Linked DNA regions of Sus scrofa: region 1 is linked to region 2. The links are chromatin contacts, called in public HiChIP or PLAC-seq maps. All regions are on one chromosome and are shown on one strand. The core of a region is the stretch at or near the end of the contact, and the rest is flanking DNA. Distances in the headings are between cores, read along the strand shown. Region 1 holds the start of C2H5orf30 (UNC119-binding protein C5orf30 homolog). Region 2 holds the start of PPIP5K2 (inositol hexakisphosphate and diphosphoinositol-pentakisphosphate kinase 2).

The links. HiChIP or PLAC-seq counts read pairs in DNA pulled down with a chosen protein or histone mark.
Region 1: a contact with region 2 is called in an H3K27ac HiChIP or PLAC-seq map of alveolar macrophages. The contact joins the promoter of C2H5orf30 here to the promoter of PPIP5K2 in region 2. A contact is called at or near these places in 1 of 5 promoter capture datasets (liver), 1 of 47 Hi-C or Micro-C datasets (embryonic fibroblasts) and 1 of 2 datasets of contacts at active chromatin or transcription factors (alveolar macrophages).

Annotation. Positions count from the first base shown.
Region 1 is chr2:108,731,941-108,734,640 of Sscrofa11.1, reverse strand. C2H5orf30 (UNC119-binding protein C5orf30 homolog) reads right to left here and starts at 1,294. Exons shown (of 4, transcript XM_013995002.2): 1 at 1,098-1,294.
Region 2 is chr2:108,595,284-108,597,983 of Sscrofa11.1, reverse strand. It overlaps PPIP5K2 (inositol hexakisphosphate and diphosphoinositol-pentakisphosphate kinase 2), which reads right to left and starts at 1,251. Exons shown (of 30, transcript XM_021084580.1): 1 at 822-1,251. It overlaps GIN1 (gypsy retrotransposon integrase-like protein 1), which reads left to right. Exons shown (of 8, transcript XM_005654992.3): 1 at 1-1,256.

The DNA.
Region 1 (2,700 bases), core at 45-2,544, 140 kb before region 2:
ACTTGCAAGAGGAAGGGACAGGGCCATCATTCCTTTCGTGTTCTCATCTCCTTTCTGGCAGAGATTTGCAGATTCCACCACTAGAGAGAGTTTGGCAGCTTCACAATGGGGCCGCCTTCTCAAGGTCTGACTTGACTGCCGCCCGCCTGGAAATCCCTTTCCTCCACTTCCCACCCGGCCCAAAGTCCACCCGCGACAGGTGGGGCGAGGGCGGAGATGCCCAACGACATCTGTCGCTTTCGCTTCTGGCCAGGACCCGGCCCCAAACCACGCGCGCGGTCCCAAACACCGCCGGTCCATCCGCCCCCACGACAACAGCAGACGCGCTGCGGGCGCTGGCTGTGGGCTCCCGGGCGGTCTTGCCCCCCAGTTTCCTGCGCAGACTAGAAGAGCGGGCGAGATAAGGCCGTCAGGGCTCGCCCCGAGGCGCTATCTGGCCGGGGCAGTCGTACCCAGCGCGGGGCCCGGGCGGACAGTCAGAGGCGTAGCAGGCCCGGGTAGGAGCTACTTTCAATGGGGCCTCCAGGCCCGCTGCCCCGCGGTGCGGGCACCGCGGCGGCGAGGCCAGCATGCCCGCCAACACGCCCCGACTTCCGCACCGCCACACCAGGGGAGAGGCACTTGGGGTCGCCGAGTCCCGCACCTCCCCGGCGAGCGCACGCCGCGCGCTCACGGGGGCGCACGCCCCTGCACCCTCACTCACACACGCTGCACACTCACGGCGTCTCCGACCCCACCCCTGGTCCAAGGAACTGCGGGCTCGCGGCACTCCGCCAGAGCCCCACCCAGTTCACCAGACCCCAGCCCTCTGCTCGGGCACTGGGGGACAAGACTGTCGAGGCCTGGGGCGGCTGAGGCCGCACGCCGTTCATCCTGGGAGGCCCGCCCGGCCGGGGTTCCCCAGCACCGCGCGGGCACTGCGTGCCCGGCCTCGACACGAGGCAAGAAGGAAGGGGCGGCGCCGTGACTGGGGTTGGCACCCGGGATCGGTGACTGAGGCAAATCACCCCCCCACCAACAACCCACCCACCCATCACTACCACCCTTTCTGCAGCACAAAAGGCTGAAGAAGGAAACGCCGTCCCCGTGCAACCTACCAGTGGCCCACAGCTCCGCCGCCTTTGCTGTGCCTGGGGCCGCGGAGCCGTAGACAAGAGAGGGAGAAGCGCAGGGCTGCGGCACCGAGATCCGGGCTGAGGCCGCCAGCAGAGCCAGCCGGGTACCCTCTCAGCTCCCACCGCGTACGGCGCCAGCTACCGCCCGGCGTAGTCCCCGCCTCCGCCGCCTCCGCGCCCGCCTTCCCGCCCTCCCTGCAGAGGCGCAGCCCGTCAGCGATGAGCCCGCCTCCTGCGCCTAGCTCACACACCCGGAGGAAAAGAGGACCTGAGTGAGAAGGGAAGCAAGAAGCCTGAAGAAGGGGGCGGGACCCGAGGGCAAGGGGGGTGGAGCTGCTGACTGGGACTGTGGTGGGAAGAGAGGTCGGAGCACCCTCTGTGAGGTCCAAACCCCAAACAACAATTCTAGAGCTCCCACTCAAAGGGCTGGCAATGCTCAGGTTGCCCCAGTTAAGTGGCGATGTTTGTCATTGGTGAGTCTCTGCTTTAAGGACGCAACCTTGAGAAATAGAGAAGACTAGAAGCTGATGAAATAATAAATTATGGGGTCAATCTTAGAAAAATGCTAGATATCTAGTGAATGTGGGGAGAAGGGTAAAATTCAGATTCTGATTTGATTAGCCCCATGTTTGAATCTTCAGACTTGATCTTTTCCATTCTTGTAAGAAATTCCTTCCTTTGATCATTCTTTTCTACTCTCGATTCTTGTATCTCTCTCTGTCAAACCGGTTAACAAACTTCAGAGATAAGAACTGTTACTGACAAGGATAGAAAGCCCAGATAGAAACCCAAGTAACTATGGTCAACTAATCTATGACAAAAAAGGACAGAATATACAGTGGAAGAAAGATAGCCTCTTCAATAAATGGTGCTGGGAAACTGGAAAGCTACATGTAAAACAATGAAAGTAGAATACTATCTAACACCATATACAAAAATAAACTCAAAATGGATTAAAGACCTAAATATAAGCCCAGACACTATAAACCTCCTAGAAGAAAACATAGGCAGAACCACTCTTTGACATAAATCCAGCAACACATTGTTTGATCCACCTCCTAGAATAATGACAATAAAGAGACAAATAAACCAATGGGACCTTATCAAATTCAAGTTTTTGCACAGCAAAGGAAACCATTAAAAAAAAAAAAGAAAAGAAAAGACAACACACAGAATGGGAGAAAATCTTAGCCAATGATGCAAAAGACAAGGGCCTAATCTCCAAAATATACAAACAACCCATGCAATTCAACATCAAAAAAAAAAAAAAAAAAAACAAACAACCCAACTGAAAAATGGGCAGAAGATCTAATAGACATTTCTCCAAAGAGGACATAAGGATAGCCAACAGGCATATGAAAAAATGCTCAATATCAGTATTTATTAGAGAAACACAAATCAAAACTCCAATGAGGTATCACCTCACGCCAGTCAGAATGGCCATCATTAACAAGGCGACAAATAATAAATGCTAGAGAGGGTGTAGAGAAAAAGGTACCCTCCTCCACTGTTGGTGGAAATGTAAATTGACAACCACTCTGGAAAACAGTATGGAAAATACTTCATAAAACCCAATATAGAGCTA
Region 2 (2,700 bases), core at 2-2,501:
ATAGCAGATTTCCTCATTTTTTTTTCTGCCGAAATAAAAACTTTTTCACTAACAGTTTTCAGTAACAAATCAAAACCATATTCCAGTGTGGAGCAAGGATGCTAGGTGCTAAAGTCAGCGAGGAAGCTTCCTACTTCCACAGTTAAACCTTTCAGCACGCTAAAGCCAAAACTAGCATTATCTACAGGACTCCAAAGGGTGCAAACTCCCAGCAAGTGGTCGAGAACCTAGTAAATGAGATCCAGTGGTCACCACTCTCTTCCCTTTCCCTCGAAGAGCGCGAGGATGCAACACTCTCCAATTGATTAGGTGTCAGTAAGCCGCAGCCTCTTTCCTTACTTTGGAAAGCTGCAACGGACGGGGCTTTTGGTCTCTTGAACTGGGGTAAAGGGAAACAAGAAGCAAGCAGAGGAACAAAGACTCTGAGGAATGAAAATGAAAACGGCCATCTCTACCCACAGCAGCCCCCAAACTTGAGATTGCCCACTTTGGTGGAGCGCGACCACAGCCTGATGTACTAGCCAGAAACTCGGCAGTTCCCTCCGAGCTAAAATGAAACCTCCGGTAATCTCAAACCCACGAAATGGAAATGGGAAGCAAAGCAGGAGGAGGACAAATTAAAACGCGAAAAGACCCTCGAGATTGTCCTGCCACTCTTCCACGCCCATGCTGCCTGCCGCTCTGGCACAGGCGCTTAGGAAGAGCGCGTGTCTAGGCTCCGCCAAGCGCAGCAGGAGACAAACCAGCTGCCCAGCAGCGGCCGCAAACCTCGAAGGACCAGGTTCTGCATCTCGATTCTCCTTCGGTCCCGGGGCCCTCACCTGCCACTCCTGCGGTCGCCACGCGAACTGCGGGAGATGACCAAGCCCATTCAGGTCTCGGTTTGCCCTTTAATCCTGGAGTCAGGAATGAGGTGTTGGTCAAAAAGACTCCGGCTATTAGCTGAATGTAGGTCTTCTCTCTTCAAAAGAAGCTGAAGAGCCACAAAGACGTACTGCATGGCACTCTTACATTTGGCGAATACTGGTCACGCCTCTTCCCCGCCCGCCTGCCTCGGGTCTCACACAGAAACCTCACCGGGCGGAACGATTTCCGGCAAGAGCCAAGAGATCCGCCTAACCCTTTCTGGCCGTGCTTCCAAGGCCCCCCATAAAAAACTCCCTCTCTTAACCACACGGGTAGTTCCGCTTCCGGCAGCACCAGATAAGTCGCGAGAGGAAGCTTAAATCTTGACGCTTGCGTTTAGGACCACTTCGGTGAGTGGTCGTTCTGGTGTGTTCACAGCTGATGATTTTTAAAATGAGGCGTGACTTGACTAATTTCAAAACTATTCGCGTCAACTAGTTTAAGGAAGGGTTTAACTGACTTTGTGGAGCTTGCGCAGGCGCCCTTGAGACGGGAGGGCCTTTATGGGGCGTTGAGTGCTGGTGCCAGCAGAGTAGAAAAGGGACGTTGTCACGCTTGGGGAGGTGCCTACTAGGTGTGATCGAGTTTTACTTATTGGTCGTCTTGCGTATGCTGAGTTAAGCAGGACCTTGCCCTTAAGAATTAGTTAACGAGTAGCCAAAACGCTCTGGAAATGCTCCTTCAATTAAAGTAACATCCGAAACTCTGAGCAAATTCAAAAGTTGCGTGCTGCAGTTGACTGATAATAAACCATTGTCCCTGTTACTTCATCATGAACGTCCTTTAATCTGAAATGTTACCCTTTTGCCCCAGATTATAGTTTACTGTGGCGGGGAGAAACGCGAATTTAAGGGATAATCTTGTCCTGTAGTTTTAAAGGAAAATTACTGTCTGTGGGTTTTCTTTAGGCATTTCGGAACCGAAGTAGAGAATTTTAAAAACGAGAATTCATTTATCACCTGGCTTCATGTATATGCATATGGAGATAAAGGCATTTTTGTTAAACGAATTTGCACGTTGAAGTGGATTATAGGGAAGTGCCTTGTGTAATGAGATTTCTCAATATTTTTCGTTACATGAAATTTTGCTCGTCCCTCCCTCAGAGTTAAAATAATTCAGAAGTAAAATTAATGATCCCAAGTGAACATGTTTATTGAAATGGTACAGATTTTAAGTTTTAAAGTTGGAACACATGCTTATTATAACCTTTTAGAGGCTTAAATTGGTAGCCTTGATGGGTTTTGCCCTTGGTGGAACACAAGTTAAATCTTAATTTTATTTCAAATGGTACTTAACTGCCTTTATTGCACACACAAGATAAAATTATTTATATTTACACTTACAGTAAGTATTCATGGATTTCATTTAATATTGTACCAGGGACTTACTGTTAAAAGCTCAACCAAATTTGATCCTGACATTTCCTCTTGCAAAATTAGGAGCTGTAATTGGCCACCTTCACTGCCTTTTCTTATTCCTACATATTTTAATACACGAGTAATTATTTTTTAAAGAATTCTTGAAAATATGAGCATATCCAAAAAAGTGTAATGTAATCTTCATTTTTATAACTCAAGCTATTTAATTCTCTCTTGTAAATGATAACTTTTGTTTAATAATATTTGGGAATAGGAAGATATTTTACTTGACTGAATAATAGAGCTTAAAGCCATTTTCTCATATTAACTATGCCACTGGGTCGTTTCTAGGGACCAAAGAGTGAATGTACTTTTGAAAAGAAAAGAAAAAAAAGCTAATCATTATTTGTTATTCCTGTATGTAAACACCCAACAT